Linked DNA regions of Mus musculus: regions 2, 3 and 4 are each linked to region 1. The links are chromatin contacts, called in public promoter capture Hi-C maps. All regions are on one chromosome and are shown on one strand. The core of a region is the stretch at or near the end of the contact, and the rest is flanking DNA. Distances in the headings are between cores, read along the strand shown. Region 1 holds the start of 1700110K17Rik (RIKEN cDNA 1700110K17 gene). Region 2 holds the start of AW551984 (expressed sequence AW551984). Region 3 holds the start of Olfr970 (olfactory receptor 970). Region 4 holds the start of Olfr958 (olfactory receptor 958).

Region 1 (4,439 bases), core at 77-2,576:
CCTGAGCAGGTGGGCAGGATCCTGCCCCTCCTGTCACCTTGGTCTGGGGCCATGTAATCTCCCAGGATGTCCCTTCCCATTTCCACTGTCTCTTTCTGAGGATTCTTCCCTCCCTGCCCAGCTCTTTGATTTCTCTGTTCTCTGAAAACAGAACAAACTGAGTTCATTCTTTCCTCTCCACCCTTTTCTCTTCACCTCTTCTATTCTATTGAAAACACAAGCTAAGTTTCGGTCTTTACTGTATTAACAGATTGAATGCCTCGGTATAACTGGATTTAGTGCCATGGGAAGTACAAGGAACTTTTTAGAGGTGAATTTTGGGTAGGAGGTATGAGAACAACCCCCCCCCCCCCCCGTAGACCAGCAACATAACTTACCAGGCTGCTATGAGTGACTTACATCTGTAGCAAACTCTGAGGCTAGCCCTGGGTCACTTTCTCCTCTCTATCTGGCATTTAGCTTCATCTTTTAAATGAAATGGAAGGATAGTGGCCGTTATTAACTCAACTGAATGTCCTGGCACATGGTACCTGTGCCAGCGAGATGGCCAAGCCAGTGTGGCCTGAGTTCATTCTGCAGGACTCACACTGTGGAAGGAGGAAACAGACTCTGGCAAGTTGCCCTCTGACATCCACAGGCATGCCCATGGTACATGCATGCCTGCACACATACATGCAAGATAAAATAACGTCGTAATTTGTAAAAGACATGCCTATGAAATAATATATATGTGAATGCTTTGAAAAGCGGAGTTGTTGTCACTATGGGCAAGTGTTGAAACAAAGCATGTATAAAATGAACTGGTGGCATTGAGAGATTCTTTCAGGGTCTAAATCATCTTCCCTAATAGCTTTCTACATGTAGTTAAAGCTCAAACAGGATTGGATGGGTGAATATTTAAATACTTGACTGCTTGTTTCTAGTCCCAGTTCCCTTTTCACACCGGCACTACTGCCCCCTGCTGGTCAGTAGCAGCATTACAGTGCAGCAAGTCCCTAGCTGGGTTGTCTCCTCAGCCTGTTGCCTGGGCTCCCTGAGCTGGCTCCTTTGCATGGGTCTGTGGCCGACCGTCACTCACAGCCTTCCTTCCTTCCTTCCTCTTCCCTCTCCATCTCATTCCCCGTCTCCATCTGCCCCTGCAGCACTGCCAGTAACTCCAACCGCAGCACGCCAGCCTGCTCTCCCATCCTCCGGAAGCGGTCCCGCTCACCAACACCACAGAACCAGGACGGAGACACCATGGTGGAGAAGGGCTCAGATCACTCCTCGGACAAGTCCCCGTCCACCCCGGAGCAGGGTGTGCAACGCAGTTGCTCCTCACAGTCTGGTCGGAGCGGTGGTAAAAATTCCAAGGTGAGCAGACGATGCTGGGGACTTGGCAGCCTTTGTTAGCTGGTCGCAGGAAGCTACTGGGTACTCATGTGACCGAACAGCCCCGTGTCTATGTGATGAAGTCAGGACAGGTCAGCGTCAGCAGGGGAGACTCTTGATGAATTGATTCCTGGTTAATCATTCAGGGAGGGTCCCGAGTCATGCGCCCCTTCTCCACCCCGCTCCCCATCTCTCGGTAAGCATCTAAGGAACTTCAAGACCCTTGAGATATGGAGGAAGCTCTGGTGAGCAGGAGGTGTCGCCTTTATAATCCTTCGTTAAATTTGGCCCTTTGAACTGGCAAAGGAACGTTATTTGGGACAAGTGTATTGCCAGGAAGAGCGAGTTCAGGGAAGCTTCCGGAGGGCTATTTTTAACCTCCTCCTTGGCCATCACCCCGCCTTACCTTTGTCCCAGCCCATGCCCTACTCATCTTGCAGAGAGGATAGTCACAGGACTTTTCCTTCCCTCTCAAGCTTGTCTTGGGCTCCTGATCCAAGGATTAGCATAGAGGCCTCCCTCACATGGTTAAGGTTCCCCAGAGTTCTCCTTCGATCCCCAGGCCTCTGGCAATCAAGAGGTGCCTCTACTCAGGTGCTCCTAAACCAACGGGAGTCGCAGGGCTTGAGAAAGGGGACCCCTCGGGAGGCTTGGGAGAAACCCCACTTGAACTTGTCTTTTGATTTCTTGTTCTTCCTCTTCTCCCCACTGTTTTCCAAACACCTTTGCATGCATGGTCTTAGTCTCACAAGCGCCTCTCAAAAGTAAGCCATCTTTTGTCTCTGTCTTTTAATCTCCCCTCTAGTATTGAATTGTCTGTAGTGCTCAGCATCCCTCCTTCTACCCCTGCCAATTCTGCCCATATGTCCTGCTTGGTCCCTTTCCCAGAAGGGCTGAACCCACTGTTCCCCACCCCCACCCCTTGGCAGGCTGGCTTGGAAGTCACTGAGGGACCACGCCCACTGCACCTGACAACAGAGAAAAGACTCCACCTCCCACCCCACTCCACCTGCACCCCATCCCCTTCCCGAGTCTGCCTGCTTCTCAAACACTACCACTAGTGGGAATGTGTCTCCCTCCTTGCGTGGCACTTTGTAAAACGCAGAGTCCTGCAGGAGGTAGTTCCGTCCCTGTGGGCGTGGAGCCTCCACTCAGTCACTCTGTTGTTTCATGTGACCCTTGGATGGGTAACGGTGGCCTCCCTGGCAGAAGTGAGGAAAGACCTTGATGAGATCTGCCTAGTTCATCTTTTCCTCCACCCCTGAGAGCTACCTGGCAGGGCACCCGCTGCGACTTGCTTGTACCGCTCTGGTACTCATTCACAGTGTGCTTAGAGACCTGGGTTTTGATTAAAGAAGGTACAGTACCAGAACCTTGGAGGGTGATGACTGACAGTACCCACCAGGCTCTAGGGAGGGAGACGTGCCAGCCTCTACCCAGGGCCCTCGGATCTCCAGTGGTGAGCTCAGTGGTGAGCAGTTGGTCGCAAGGCAGTAGGGCCCAGGAAGTCGATTGTTGGGAAGAAGTGCCAACTTCAGTCAGAGAGACAACTTACAACAGGGTCTGTGAGTGTCCTCAGGGAGGACGGTGGCACACCACTATCCACTTCCAATGGATGCAAGAACAAGAAGCTCCACAGCCAAGCCTTCCCACTGTGCCCTTCAGAGGCAGACCTGTGACTCTCAGTATTTTATGTGCCTATTGCCAGTGGGGGGTGGGGGGCGGCAGCCTGGAGTGAGGAAGCCAGTGGGAGTCCTCTGTGGGTGTAGGAGGCTGGGCAGGTTCCGGCATGCCTGATAGCTGGGGACAGGAGTTGTACAAGACCTTTTGTCGCTACGCCAGTGCCCGCCCCTCTGCCTTAGTTGAAGTGTGTACCAGAAGGCTCCAGGCTCATCTGGGAGAAGGAGAACCCAGCTTGGATGTGGGTACCAGGTTACTCCTCCTCACCACAGCTGCTGAGTCTTTAGTCTTTCCCGTCCTCAGGTGAAGTGTGCAGCTCTTTCCTCCAAGCCTAGCTCATTCCAGGAGCAGCACCGTGCTTACTGACAGCCTGACAAGGAAGGACCACATTGCACAACTGCACTGGGGATCCACCGTAGTCACCCTGGAACATGCGAGTGTAAGACACGTAGACCGCAGAGGATCTACACCAGAGTCACCATGGGAAAAGGGTTCAATGCAGGGCCCCGTGACTGGACTGCACGCAGGTGCTGCAGGGGTACGGCCAAAGCGTCTAAACCTGCTTCCCCTAGGCGCATCCTTTCAAGGTGGCCAGGTAGAGCTGCGTGGAAGCTCTGTGAGCTAGAACTGTTCTCACTACAACTATAGCTGGGCCACCCATAACCACCTCCTGCAAAGAGGCTTCACGGTGTCTCCCCCCCCCCCCTTGCTGACCTCCATTTTTTTGTTTGTTAGGGACAGGAAATCATTAAGGCTTCACCTTCCTCATCACAGTTTCAGGGGTAGAGGCTGATTCTTTCTCCCCGCTTAGAGTAGGGAGCTACAGACCTCAGGGCTGACCGTCACTCCCAGAAACCAGTGCATTTGGGCCACAGTCAAGCTGCACTCAGTAGTGATGGCCTGTGGCCACTAGGGGGAGCCAGGACATGCTTTCCTGCCCCCTCCAGCTCCGGAGAGCTGCTTGCTCTCTGCCCTTGCAGGCCTGCCAAGTAGATAGGGCCACTCAGTGCTTGGCTTCTGCCGCGCAGCTTAGCTCTCTGTTGGTGCTTGGCGGTGCCCGGTGCTGTGACCTTTCACCTTTTTGTTCGTTTGTTTATTTGTTTGTTTGAATTCTAATTTTTGTGGTTTTTTTTTCCAGTATGACAGACTTAATCTGATCAAAGTAAGACATTGTTTTGTTTTGTTTTGATTTTTTTTTTGCCTCCCGGCTCCAGTTTATGCTTAATGTAGAGCTCCTGGTCCCAGTCTCCCTTCCCCTTTCCCCCTTCCCCCTTCCCCCTCATCAGCTCGCTTTCCAGACACCTCAAGCCTTTGTTCTAGGAGATGCTTTTCGATGCGAGGGCTGGAAACTGCTCTAAGGTAGTCTGGGTATGTTTCTAGGAGCCTTG
Region 2 (4,729 bases), core at 776-3,275, 730 kb after region 1:
ACAAATGTCTAATTAAAGTTAAGAAAGAAGAATATACAGAAAATGGAAAAGGTACAATATTAAAGGCTGGTAGCTTTCTGAAGTGATGAAGAGAAAACTCAGTGTCCAAGGACATGATAGATGCTGGGTAAGAAGTGACCAGAGTCACTTTCCAGCATCCAGGGGCCTCTCTGAGTTACTTGGGGGAAGGGCAACGCTTTCTGCTCCTGAGGCTTTAATAGAGAAACAGTCAGGTGATTGCTCAGCTGGCAGCTGGAGGAACACAGTTTGGGACTTCTGAACTAGGAGAGATGGGAAAAGAGAGAGTGAGAAAAGAAAAAGCAAAACTTAAAAAAAAAGACAGTGAGGAAAACAGTTTCAATGACAAAGATAAAAATGAAAACAGGAACATATGTAAGGAAAGTGTAAAAATGGTAAATGAGTGCAAATGTCTACTACAATAAGGGAAAACTGTGCTCTTTTCAAGACAAAGAAAACAAACAAAAGAAAAAGAAAAAGAGAGACAGGAAGAGAAATGTCCCAATGGCTTGTTATAAGCCAATTTTTATGAGGTCATATTCTCAATCAAGATTTCTTCTTCTCAAATGACCCCAGCTTATGTCAAGTTGAAATAAAACTAGCTAGTACTGTTGGGTAATCATATTCCTATCTCCTCTTATTGACAAAATACAAATTCATATACCAGTGCCTTTCATATATACACAGATGTATGTACAATATGTATGCATATAAAGTGACGTTTTTCTTTAAAGGTTTGATCATTGGACTCATGAAAAACTTTAAAATGGAAAAAGTAAATTACACATTGTTTTAAAATAAAGTTTGGATTTATGGTTAACTATAAAGTTCTATTTATTTGTGTATATTTGCCATAAATACTCCCCAATTCTGCTTCTTACAAGATGTGTGTCATGTCTCCTCTGTGGAAGACAAGTTCTAGGTTTTTATTTCAGCACAATGGAGGAAGAAATCTGTTTAGTATGCCAGGTTTTGGCTTTTGCTGGTAGATAGTCCAGCAGACAGTGAGCAGCACCAGATGTGATTTCTACAGTGTGTGCCCTGAACGGAACATAACCTGGGGATGGAAGCCAGGATACCTCAACTTCAACTCAAACTTCAAACTTCGAAGCGCTGATGTAAACCCATTGGTAATTAAATTTGTTACAGAAGCACCGCATTTCCACACCGGGTCTTTCTGTTGTTACAATTTTAAATGTTCACGTGAAGAAGGATTTGCCTGCCTTTGACTTTGCCTGGTCTGTGATCCATCCTCTGCATCTTGGAAATTTAACAGGGATTCTCTTCCTTGCAGATGCTTCAGTCATAGAGTTGCTATGTTACAGCAGAGCCAGAGAGGTGGGCGTGTTTTCCAGGAAAATTAATCCGCAGCTGTTTTCATTTTTCTTGACTCACAGCACCGGGATTTCTGGGGAAGGTAAGAGCCAGCGCTGCAGACATCCCTCTCCCAGCTCTGAAAACACCCAACCACTCCCATCCCGGACATTGCCTTCCCTTCCCCGGCTCCACTTATTCAGGAGGCCCATCCCCCTTTAGGGGCTTGCTTAAACTGCAAGAGCCAAGTGTGGGGAGTGGGTACTTGTGAGTGATTTCTGCGCCATTGGAAGTTTATCGGGATGCAAGAATCCTTTAATCATCTAATAACCTCAAGCAAGTCCCTCTTGTTCTCATCTGTCTTAAACCGTCTCTTTCTCTACTTCCTTAAATCTTTGGCGCCTACTTCTTCAAACTCTGAAGTTCCTTTCCTTTCAGTCAATTAAGTTATCAGCTTTATGTAAAATTGTGCCATGGGAGTGCAGTTAGAACGAAAACTGAAAACTGATTGGAGCTCTTAAGTTCTTAAAATAAATAAATATCAGGAAGTCTTGAGGTGCTAAAAATCAAGAGCAGACAATTGAAAATTGAAATTACCCCCCCCCCCAAAAAAAACTATGTAAGCTCCCCTTTCCAAGTCTCCTCCATGGTTAGCTTCTAGTTCCCAGCAGCCAACAGCAGGGGAGTGGCCAGCTGTTTCTTCACACTCCCGCCCCCTTCACTGCAGTTGTTCTGCCCTGAGGGTCCACACCGGAGCTGATCCCGGGTGACTCACTGAGAAGCCCTCGGTCTTCCACGTCCACCACCAGCAACAACAGGTTCTTGGATCTTGGTCCCACCTGAGGAAACTCTCTACCTTAGATAGACACTTTTCTCATTTTTTTTTCCCCCCGAGAGACAGAATGGAGCCTTGCCACAATTGACTGTTTATATGAGAAAGGGTGGAGTGGTCAGGAAAATCCCTCCGCGAGCGAAATTTACTATGAGGTTAGATTCAGGAAATAAAGGATATTTGTTTTGTTTTTCACTACAGGTGACTGTGGTCTGCCTCTCTCCTCTCAACCTCCTGCAGTGGCCACTGCCAGCCTGAGATCTCTGCTGCCAGACACAGTACATCTTTCAGCCCTTGGGTGAGTCTCCTGCTCTAAGCTTCCTATTGATATTAGGCATTCTTTTCCCTGGCCTCATGCCTTTCCTATACATTTTGTCTTATTTAAAGGACGCCCCCCGCCCCCCGTATTTTTTCCTAGATACTCTGTGTTTTCATAAATTATCATCTGTTGCAATTCTTGCTTTGCTGTCAAGCGGTAAAACATTTTAACAGCCAGGATTTATTCCGCAGCTGTTGAAGAATAACAAGTTGAGCCAGAATCATAGCTGCTGATTTGTGGGAGTGGGTGTGTGTGAGTGTGATCAACATGCAGATTGCGCGCTCGCTCTCTCTCTCCCTCTCCCCCCCCCTCTCTCTCTCTCTGCGTGTGTGTGTGTGTGTGTGTGTGTGCCCGCGCGCGCGCACGCGCTGCCTATACTAAGCAAATGCTGTATCACTAAGATACGTCACAACTCAGATTTGTAATTGCTATTAAAATGAGGATGGTTGGCCCAGGAGTAGCACTGTCCACTGCTTTGGAAGCTTTGAGGTAGGGCTGTGCCACAAAGAAAGACAAAAGCCCTTATTTGCATAGTTGTAGGAAGGTGGAGGTATTTAAATCAACTGCCCCTTCAGCCGGTTCATCAGCATCAGAGCAACAGTTGTCCTGAGCATGCTGTGTGTTCCAGGCAGTGCCGCTTCAGCTCCAGTGAAAAGTACCTTTGTTGGTGCCTGCCACTGCAGCTCAGGTCATTTTTTTCTCTTTTCTTTTTTCTTTTTTCTTTTTTTTTTTTTTTCACAACGGGGGAAGAGAAGCTAGGTGATGATGATCAGATACAGAATGCTCTCGTGGAAAAATTTACACCCATCATAGGTGTTAGTGCAAAAACGGTGTTCACTTGCGTGGGTTTTTAGTCTCTTTAATAAAAACATTAAGAAAGAAGCTGACTTAGAAGGAAGTTCCAGGATGGTTATATTAGAGTTGGAGGAAAGAAAGACAAACCACTTGGCATCTGCTAGAAGGAGAAGAGAGGCTATCCATGCCCTTAATATAGGCATTTATGTGGCTGTCAAAGGAGAGTTTGGGTCTATAGAGAAACATCTAGAAAGCTTGCCCTACTACCATAAGCCAGTAGGCAATAGAGTCCTGTGTGACAGAAGCTCTGTGAACTCCACATTGTGGGAAGGCTAACAGTTACCAGGGTAAATTATCTCGTTAAGAAGACAGTCCTTTCTCTTTAGCTGGCTACCTTTTGGAGAGGCTCCTGACCTGGTGACTGACAAGCCCAACTGTATTAACTCGTAAGATAAGGATAACAATATATAATGTATGGCTCTAACCAGGGCCTTAGGTACAACTCAGATTTTATTCTTTTCACCTGGAAGAAGTACCTCTCCTTTAATTGCTCCCCCACCACACCCTGCAAAGCCCTCATACCTCCCCATTTTCACATGGTATTTTCAATCCTGAAGTGGGGCCAGGCTCATGTTTCTCTTCCGAATGTTACCAAAGCCATCTGAAAGGGAAGGGTTCATCATTCCTGATGGACTTCAGGGTCCTTAGAACCTGCATAGCTACCAAACAGGGAGACTCAAACAACATACGGACTCCGTGATAGGACAGTCATGGCCATCATAAAGCATGAACTCCTTCCATTTTTTTTAAAAAACCATAACATGTTCTAGCTTTAAAAAATATTATACTATTATAGAAACGAAATGGGATATCTTACTTTTAAATTGAGCTTATGTCGCATTTATCTTATACATGTGTAAATTAGAAAAGCTGGGAGGTGACCTTGGTGATGTATTTGCATTCTGCCCTCTAGGACAACTCACTTACAAGGAGCCAGAAGGCAGAAGGCAGACAACCCTTGAATTGCATAGCTGCTCACATAGGTCTCTGAGTGGTGTGAATGAGATAATAAGCAGGAGATGTTTATTGAAAAGTAGTGACCATGACAACAGGAACACTGCTGACGTCATTGATGAAAGCCTTCTAAGGATCTGCCCCAGGTCTAGAAAGCTCGTCCATATGATTGACACATTTTCATGCTGGTATTATGGTTCTCATTTTAGACAGGACATACTAATGCTTAGTGGGGCTAAACTTATGACACCTATTCAGTAGGTATGAGATGCACTGTATTAGTCATACTTTAGGGAAAGTAGAATTATTGTATAAAGCAGCCTCAGACATTTCCTGTTAGTGGACACCTCAGGACTCATATCTTCCCACCTAGTTTGCCATTTAATAAAAACCTTATCTTTGACATCTCCCTCTCCTCACACCACATCCTTCTTTCT
Region 3 (4,656 bases), core at 1,721-4,220, 510 kb after region 1:
AAGGGGTAATGGAAGGAGGGATTGTAAAAATTTATTATTAATAATACTATTCAAAGCTTTGAACATTTAAGGAATCAGAAACAACACAATTGTAATCTGTGACCTGGAGGTAGCTCTAGATAATAAGGAAACGCCTTCTTTGGAGATGCTTTATGAGGAGACAAGAGTGATTCCACAGATGCTGCCCCATCTAGGAGGGAATTACATAAAGCAATGAATTTTGGAGGCTACTTAGAGATACTAAGATTACCTGATATGCAAAACTATATTTCAGAAATATAAAATCAGTTTTATGATTGTAGTTTCAAAGAAGAAGTAATAGGGTTTAATTAGGAAAGGGAAATAATGGAGATTTTTTTTCAAATCTCCTTCTCTGTCCCTATTGCAATATTTTCTTTTGCAGATAGATAGTCTTTTTTAAAATATGAGATATTTAATATTTCTGACCAAAATGGCAACAACCAGAAAAACAACTTTTATGAGTTTTTTTCTAAATAAGAAAAATATTTCAGGTGTATGCAATGGTAAATAATGCACTTCTCAATCTACTGGACACATACCTAAAATATTAGAAAACACAGACCCATATAAGAACTTTTGGTTTTCCACTCTGCTCTAGAGAATTGCACATATGTGTGAATTCCTGTTTAGAGGTGTGTATCTCATCCACTGCAGTTTTTTGGGAGTGGGTATGAGCTAAGTCACCACTCATATAACTTCACGTCCTTTAATACTTCCCCACACTTAACAAATATTAGGCATTATATTATAGTGTCAGGAAATAAAAGAAGCAAATTAATAGATAATGGACTTGAGGTGCTCCTTGTAGGCTAGGATGTCTCCAGGCCACTTGGTGATTGTCTGTTTCTCACAGACCCAAATAACCTGTGCAACCTGCTATATGATTGTGGCAGAACCTTCCCCTACAGAATAAAGATTTCAAGAAACCAATCACTGGGCAATGAGTAGGCGGGATTTCTGGGTTGATAGAGGAAGAGGGTAGGGGGGAGAATGACAGTTAAGTAGCTTAAAGCATTAGGATGCTAGTTTCTGCGCACAGCGATTGTGTTTCCTGTTGATTCTAAACTAAGATTGAGTGGTGCCTTCCTTCACACTATGACTTAACTGGGTTCCAACTAGCTATGGGAATTTGGAAATATGGGGCATGCATGGCTACAGCCCACGATGGAAATTTTGTGAGCTGAGTGGAGAGATTTCAGAGTTCTGATTCAGAGAATCTGCTGGGCTGCAAATAGGCCGGCCTGTCTGCCAGTGCCATGCTGTCAGTAGTATGGATTACTTTTTAATATTTCTTGCAATACATTGTATTGATCTACAATTAACAAAAATTAGGTATGACCCTCTAGCTGGGCTTCCTTGTCTGACCTCAGGGGGAGAGGATGTCCCTAAAACCACAGAAACTTGATGTGCCAGGGCAGAAGGATACCCAGGAGTGGCCTCCACCAACTTAGAGGAGAAGGGTAGGGAATTGTTAGGGGGATGGATCATGAAGGGAATGACCTGGAGATGGACAGCAATCAGCATGTAAAGTGAGGGGGAATAAAAGAAAGAAAAAATTTGCATATTTTACTTTTTAATAAATTTATTATTTTTGGATATCACAATATCTGAATACTTTAGAAATATATTTCATTACAAATGCTGGCTATATAGACTATTGAGATAATCAAAATTTGGGCAAAATGTATTTATTCTCTGCTATAAGATAAATATATTTCACATAAAAGGAACACTGTTCTAGATACATAAAACAGAATCATTCAAAAGAAGGCTTATGAGAGTTCACAAACTGACTAGTGTGATGCATGCTATAATAAGCAGATGGTTCTCTATATCCCATATAGATGTTGTTCTTCATATGTCCCATTGACTAAAACTGTCCTGCCCTTGTCAACATTAAAAAAAAACACACAGTGATGGCAATAATTTCACATCATTAGCTATACTTAGCCCTTTCTACTGTTTGCTAGCTCTCTAAACATGAATATTAGTAAAGAAATATCAGTCTTTTTTTCATAAGAAAAACTTTCTTTCAAAGAACTTATTTAGAGCAACTTTGACATCCTTATTTCTCAGGCTGTAGATCAAGGGATTCAGCATGGGCACAACAATGGTATAAAATACAGAGGACACTTTCCCTTGGTCCATGGAGCTGACTGATGATGGCTGCAAGTACATGAATGCAAGGGAACCGAAGAAGATAGCAACAGCTGATATGTGTGAGCTGCAGGTGCTGAAGGCTTTGGACCTGCCTTCAGTGGATTTAATCCGGAGGATGCTGGCTATGATGAAGATGTAAGAGGTTAAAATAGTCAGAGTGGGAATAAAGATGTTAAAAACACTGAAACATAAAACTACTACTTCATTAATAAAAGTATCAGAACAGGGGAGTTCCAGGAGTGGAAAAAGATCACAGAAGTAATGATTTATCACATTTGCCTTACAGAAATTCACTCTTAACATGCAGACTGTGTGAGTTGTGGCACCAATTAAAGCTATACTATATACCCCAAATATCATTGAGGAACAGACTTGAAAGGACATTACAGCATTGTAAAGCAAGGGGTTACAGATTGCAACATAGCGATCATATGCCATTACAGCTAACATGTGACACTCTGCAATAGCAAAAGTAACAAAAAAGTAGAGCTGAGTCATACATTCAGGATAGGAGATGATGTTCTTCACTGTCACAAAGTTCACCAACATTTTGGGAATAATGACAGTGGACTGGCAGAGGTCAATGAAAGACAGACTGCTGAGGAAATAATACATGGGTGTGTGAAGGTGAGAACTGAGTAATATCAGGATAATCATACCCAGATTCCCCACCACTGTGACCACATAGATTGCTAGAAAGAGGAGGAAGAGGGGCAGCTGCAGCTCTGGTTTGTTTGTTAACCCAGCGAGGATGAACTCAGTCACTTCAGAAAGATTTCCTTTTAACATTTTCTTCTCTGGTTTCTATGTTGAAAGAGACAAAAATGCAATAACTATCTAGTATTTTAGCATATACTGAGGTGTGAAACAGTATTCGAGCTTTCACTTTGGTAAGCATCTTCAATTTTCTGACAGATAATCTTAAATTTTAGAATTTGAAGCATTGGACTGCTTAACACATGCCAGTTATAGTTAAAGATAAGTTACTTCTGTCTGTGAGTATATTTTTTGCTATGAGAATATTAGGACTTATTCCATGGACAATGAAAGACTGATCAGATGCATTCAGTGGAGTCTGCTAAGGAGTGTCCATGACTCATTTGTCCTTCTCCCCATAACTCTATAGAGAAATACATTTTTTCTATGTTACAATAAGAGCAGCATTCACCAAAGGCAAAAGACCACCACAGACATCCACAACTGTTGCTATACTTAATGGTGGCAACCTAAAACCTTTCTCCATAAGACAATGAACAACTTAAGTAAGTTGTACTTTCATCAATATAACAGAACCCTAAGGTAATCAGGTGGAAACTTCAAATCAAAAGGGATCTGAATTTGAAAGTACATAATGAAAATACCTTTACATGTATATGGATTATTTTTTTATACATAAAATTCGAAGAAATCCTTAAGAAAATAGCATGGTAATTTATTTAACAAGCCATCATAGACTGAGAACAAAGATCATTAAGAAAACTTAGAAAACATTAAAAAAATCACTTGAAATATCATAAAAAGTGTTAAAAACATTTAACAATAAATTAAAGAAATATAAAACATTTCACTTGAAATTATCAACATTGTTAAATCATTACATACATGGAAAAACCTCCTATCTTCATGAATCACAAGATTCAATCTTGTGTAACGGCAATACTTCCCAAACTGGTGTAATAGTTCAGTGTAATGCTAATGAAAATCCAAGATACTTTCATTACCAATACCAATATATTGATCATATAATATTCACTGAAAAGCAATGTGGCTGGGAATGTTCAGAACAAACCTGGAAATGAATAACATTTGGAGTTTCAAGATTTCCATTTGAAAACTTACTAAACATTCCAATATTCTCATAATATTGGAATGCCATGAACTATAAGGAAACTATCAATGCGTAAAGAAACCCTATATCTTTATGTTGTTGAAGTTATGCATTTCATAAAAATTCAATGGTGAAGACTATTTTCCAACCAATGGACAAATAGATGAAGTTACATAATAAAGTACATTTTTACTTTTCATAATAAGAGAAATGGATGATATCACTAAACATAATAGTTAAACATAACATTTGAAAAAATGCAACAGTAGATCTTCATGCCCATGAAATTTGTGATAGTTTCCTGGATAAATTTGCATAATCAGAGACTATAACCAAAAAAAAATTATTCGGGCATAATTAAAATTAAAAATAGTTTCTGCCTTAAAGGATATCCTAGATTTATGAAAAAATAACATAGTCATTGGGAAACACATCTCAGTATTGTATCTAAGGGAGAATAGAATTAAAGAACTTTTATATCTTATTGTTTAAGAATACAAATAGTTTAGATAAAAATAGCCAGATAATTTGAATAATGACTCTTCTATTTGAAATACATAAATCACCAACAATCACCTGAAAATGTATGTACCATCAGTAATTATTAGAAACATTTAAATAAAAACCAAAGTGAAACAAAATTTCAC
Region 4 (5,044 bases), core at 2,191-4,690, 780 kb after region 1:
AGATTGTAAACAGCTGTGCCTTCCATCCATCTCGATGGTATTCTCCACTTTGTAGTATTTTGGTTTGATTGCCTTGGAGAAGGCAGTTTACACTTTATGAATCCATACTGTCACAGGTCTCAGTTGGATAGTAGCCCAGAGTTCTTCCCTAGTGGGCACTTCAGGGATGATTGAAGTCCCAGTTCCCAACTGGCAGCTCTACAGCAACCTTATAAGATTTTCTGGCAGAACTCCTGATATGCAATTAGGTAATGCCTGGATTTCCAACCCATAAAAGTGGAAGATAACAGATGCCTTTCACCCACTAAGATTTTAATTAACTAATTGCACAGTTGGAATAGAAAGTATTTCATGTGAATATTCATACTTTATGTTTATTAGTTTTTATAAATATTTGTTGCCTTTTTAATAACTTATTTTTATTGAGTGCTTCATATTTAACGACTCCACATATAATTCTGTTTATTTTCCTGCACATTATTTGGGTAAGTTTCCATTTTTCAGAAATCATTTTCAGAAAGCAGTATTTTTCAGTTTTTTTCAAATAGCTAAATATTGGCAGTCAATCTTTGGTTTTCTCTATTTCAATATCTTATGTTTTATTTATTTTCAGTTGTTTGAGAATATGAAGTTTGTGTTTTTTTGGAAAAGAAAAATCAGATTATAAATATATAAAATTCATACAAAAGAGGGTTAGGTTTACAGCAATTTTTCTTATTTATTGCTGATTTTAATATATTTTGACTAATATGTATACATATTTAATTCTGGAAAAGTCATGTGTAGATATATTTATGCTTTTGGAAGTCAGTTTTTCAGTTGAAAATCATGTTTATTAGGAAGTCAATAATTGGACCTATATTTCCAAATCAAACTAATAGAAAATCAGAAGTATTTTAGTCAATTGCAATTATCATGAAGGCCTGCCACAAACACTTAGCATAGACAACCATCCAAAATGAAGTGAAGTCTTGCATCAGGATTGTTTTTGGGAGATAGCACAATCATGTTATCACTGTGTTCTCATGTGGAGAAACACGGGGGGTGAGAAACAGGAGAGAAAGCAATCTGGTGATCCTTCCTTGTATATGAGAATATTGCTTCTTTTGGATCAATCACCCTTATAACCTTACTTAACCTTAATCAAGTTCCCTCTCAACAATATAATCTAATAGTTTTGGGTATTTTCTGCTTATAGTTTCGGAAGACCCAACTGAGTCCAGAGTAAGAAGTATGAAAATTTTATTTGAAATTGGGCATTAAAAAAAAAAAAAGACCAAGGTATACTGCTGACACTTGACTACTTAATATTATGTATTTATGCTGAGGGATGATATCTATGTGGATCCCAGACTGAATTATAGTCATTATATTTTTCTCTTTCCCTAGGTCAGTCATGGAAATAGCATGTCTGTATATGGCTCTACATTTTTAACTTTCATTTTATTATTTAAAATAATTTCAAAGTAATGCCACTAGATAAGGCATTATCCGAACAACCTTAGTTGGAATTGTTACTAGTATCTGATTATCCTTTCTGTTCAGAAACCTGTTGGAATAGCATACATTCACTGACTCTGAAGGGCTCCAAAATCATTTAAATTTCCATATATGAGAAAATAATGAGGTTGCCTGGAAGGCAGTTTTGTGGAATACAGAGGCACATTCAGTTTTTTTTTGTAATTGTCCCTGTTTCTTGGCTAAGAAGAACTTTAGTGAGCATGAGAGAAGATCCCTCAGTGGTTTCTCCAGAAATCTCCAATTTCAATATGAATCAACAGCCATGTTAAGACCAATGGACAGAAGCTTAAAGAGCACACTTCCTTCTTGTAAGTCATGTTAAGTGTCATGTTCACATCTGCTCATAGTGCATGTTATCCATAGAAGAGAATCTGAAATGCTTGTTTACAAATGATCTCAGAATCCAGGATTTATAAAATCATCCATTGATAAAAAAATAAAATATAGCAATTTCTTTCTTTTTTTTTTTTTTTTTGATCTTGCTTGAGAATCAGCTCACAGATACCTTTCTTAATATTTCCTTTTACAAAGAATTTGTACTTGATTCAAAATGCCTAATAAAATAGAAATTCTCAATAAGCCTGTATTTAGATAGGTTTATTTGCATTTCTATTAAATGGATGACAGGCATTTGGAATGGATATGATAAATACATGTGTAGCTCTCATTTGTAACCTACTTATTTTCCTTCTTTCTTTTCTTCCTTCTTTCTCTTCCTCCCTCCTTCCCTCTTTCTTTCTTCCATCCTTTCTTCCTTCCTTTCTTCCTTTCTTTCTTTCTTTCTTTCTTTCTTTCTTTCTTTCTTTCTTTCTTTCCTTTCTTTCTCTCTTCCTTTCTTCTGTAGAACAATAGCAAGTGTTCTCCAGTTACCAGAGCCAAAATATTTAGTGGATTGTAGCAAAAGCATAGTATCAACTACTTTACAAGGTTACTTGGGAACATAGCTATCTGATCTTTCACATAAGTATGTGAAAAGGAAATCAATTTATCCAGTTCTTTCTAGGCACTGAACAATTTTATCTTGAGAGCTTTAATTTCTCAGCATTTCATAATGCCAAGTATTATACTTTCCACTATGGGTATAGTTATACATGACACAGTGTACTCCTAGACTTCACAAATATTTGTATATGCGTGTGTGCTGATGTGCACAGTCAGAAAGACACATTAATCTTCCATTGCTTGCTAAGAGGGCAAGAACACAACTAATGTTTGTGCCTGGTTCAATAGGTGCAGCAATATGAAAATGACATCACAGATAACAAAGTGAAAAGACTGATATCTACAAAAAAAATTTTAGATCCTAATTTCTCCCATTAACCTGGATTTAGCTGAGTTGCTTATCCTAGCCAATGCATTAGTATTTACTTTATTCCAGACCTAAAGCATAGACATTCTGTGAGAATTAAGTGAACTGAGATTAAATAAACATGTTTTAAGCAGTTAACTAGTGATCAGTTAATCTTACTTCATGAACAAAGGGGTAAAATGTAAGGCTACTATTAATAGTGGGTTGCAAATAAAATGGTGTTGAAATTGTAGTTCCTGACTCCAGTGATGTGAAAAATTTTAAATTATTTTGAGGCTTGATATTTCTCTGCCATGGCGAAGGAGCAGCATATATTTATGTGGATATTGTCCTTACTTTCTCAAACATGATCTTTACTCAGCGTTAACTTAACAAGAAACGTCTGCACTTGGAATCAATACAGCAAAACTATTTCGTGGACAAAACATTCAGTTGGCTATGGCAAGAATTTTTGTAATAACATTTTCTAAATTGGATTATGAGCAATCTTTCTGTGGCATAGAGCCAAACACACTGCCAGTTGCATTTCATTTTCTGATCATGTGCATTCTTTAGCCAAGACTTTCTCCACCACCGATGCTTCTTCTTCCTCTCCTGGAGCTGCCTTTCATGGAGATAAAAAACTGCTCAGTGGTGACTGAGTTCATCCTCCTGGGGATCCCACACACAGAGGGCTTTGAGACTCTGCTTTTTGTGTTATTCCTGCCCTTCTATGCCTGTACCCTAGTGGGAAATGTATCTATCCTTGTGGCTGTTATTTCCTCAACTCGCCTTCATACACCCATGTATTTTTTCCTGGGGAACTTGTCCGTATTTGATATGGGTTTCTCTTCTGTGACCTGTCCAAAAATGCTCTTTTACCTTATGGGACTTAGCAGACTTATCTCCTACCAAGACTGTGTCTCCCAGCTCTTCTTCTTTCATTTTCTTGGGAGCATTGAGTGCTTTCTGTATACAGTGATGGCCTATGACCGCTTTGCTGCCATTTGTCACCCTCTTCGGTACTCGGTCATCATGAACTCTAAGATCTGTGTGGCTCTAGCTGTGGGCACATGGCTATTAGGATGTTTCCACTCCAGCGTCTTAACTTCCCTCACCTTCACTTTGCCTTACTGTGGTCCCAATGAAGTAGACCACTTCTTCTGTGACATACCAGCCATCTTGCCATTGGCGTCTGCTGATACCTCCTTAGCACAGAGAGTGAGCTTCACTAATGTTGGTCTAGTGTCCCTTGTCTGCTTTCTCCTGATCCTTCTGTCCTATACACGAATCACAATCTCCATCTTGAGTATTCAGTCAACTGAGGGGCGTCAGCGTGCCTTCTCCACCTGCAGTGCCCACCTCATTGCTATCCTCTGTGCCTATGGACCTATAATCACTATATACCTACAGCCTACACCAAACCCCATGCTGGGAACTGTCGTGCAAATTCTGATGAACTTGGTAGGTCCAATGCTGAACCCTTTGATCTATACTTTGAGGAATAAGGAAGTAAAGATAGCCCTGAAAAAGATACTGCATGGGAAGGGGTCAGTTTCTGAGGGTTAGGAAGAATCCATCATCATCATCATCATCATCATATCATCAAAATCACTTGTGTGATATAGCATTGATCTTGCCATTATCAATTTTGCTGATATATCCTTAGCATAGAGAGTGAGCTTCACTAGTGTTGGTCTTTTATTAGTTTAGCCTTAGTTGTTGTTTTTGCCTTTTTTGGAAGTAATATCTACTCAGAAAAGAAGGTCTCTCTCACAAAAGCTTCATCCACTATATGTGAGACAATCTTAAGCAGAAAGACAAAAAGAAAAAAATATAGTAATTGAGCAAGAATATTGGCATACCTCTAAAGAGTATTGGCACTTTCATATATACATATATGTATATATATATATGTTTTTCTTGGGTAATAGTTTTAAATATGATAACAACAGTTGACAAATGTAGTTATGATTTTTAAAATTAATTTTTTTCTCTTTAAATTTTTAAATCATAATATAACTACATTTCTCCCTTGCTTTTCTTCACTCCAAACCTTCCCACATATCCTTTCCCACTTTCCTTCAGATTCATGGCCTCTTGTTACTCTAATTGTTATTGCATGCACACATATATCTGTACACACACATTTATTCCTAATTATAACTTCATCTATATAACATTACTTGTGTACTACTGATCATTTGGCACTGGAAAACCAATTGGTATGCCATT

The links. Promoter capture Hi-C pulls out the DNA fragments that hold promoters and counts their contacts.
Region 2: a promoter capture Hi-C map of stem cell-derived epiblast-like cells shows a contact between it and region 1, with 4 times the contacts expected there. The contact joins the promoter of AW551984 here to the promoter of 1700110K17Rik in region 1. A contact is called at or near these places in 6 of 39 promoter capture datasets (the 3T3-L1 cell line, the C10 cell line, cranial neural crest and 3 more), 1 of 15 datasets of contacts at CTCF or cohesin (large pre-B cells) and 1 of 9 other capture datasets (embryonic stem cells).
Region 3: a promoter capture Hi-C map of the C10 cell line shows a contact between it and region 1, with 4 times the contacts expected there. The contact joins the promoter of Olfr970 here to the promoter of 1700110K17Rik in region 1. A contact is called at or near these places in 1 of 39 promoter capture datasets (the C10 cell line) and 1 of 115 datasets of contacts at active chromatin or transcription factors (bone marrow-derived macrophages).
Region 4: a contact with region 1 is called in a promoter capture Hi-C map of liver, with 9 times the contacts expected there. The contact joins the promoter of Olfr958 here to the promoter of 1700110K17Rik in region 1. A contact is called at or near these places in 4 of 39 promoter capture datasets (cranial neural crest, hippocampal neurons, liver and 1 more) and 1 of 115 datasets of contacts at active chromatin or transcription factors (embryonic stem cells).

Annotation. Positions count from the first base shown.
Region 1 is chr9:40,330,359-40,334,797 of GRCm38.p6, reverse strand. It overlaps 1700110K17Rik (RIKEN cDNA 1700110K17 gene), which reads right to left and starts at 1,326. Exons shown (of 3, transcript NR_040728.1): 1 at 1,211-1,326. Gramd1b (GRAM domain containing 1B) reads left to right here. Exons shown (of 20, transcript NM_172768.2): 3 at 1,143-1,353.
Region 2 is chr9:39,600,948-39,605,676 of GRCm38.p6, reverse strand. AW551984 (expressed sequence AW551984) reads left to right here and starts at 2,025. Exons shown (of 20, transcript NM_001199556.1): 1 at 2,025-2,150; 2 at 2,366-2,462.
Region 3 is chr9:39,817,955-39,822,610 of GRCm38.p6, reverse strand. It overlaps Olfr970 (olfactory receptor 970), which reads right to left and starts at 2,970. Exons shown (of 1, transcript NM_146611.1): 1 at 2,035-2,970. The coding sequence starts at 2,970. The coding sequence ends at 2,035.
Region 4 is chr9:39,549,265-39,554,308 of GRCm38.p6, reverse strand. Olfr958 (olfactory receptor 958) reads left to right here and starts at 3,440. Exons shown (of 1, transcript NM_146330.1): 1 at 3,440-4,378. The coding sequence starts at 3,440. The coding sequence ends at 4,378.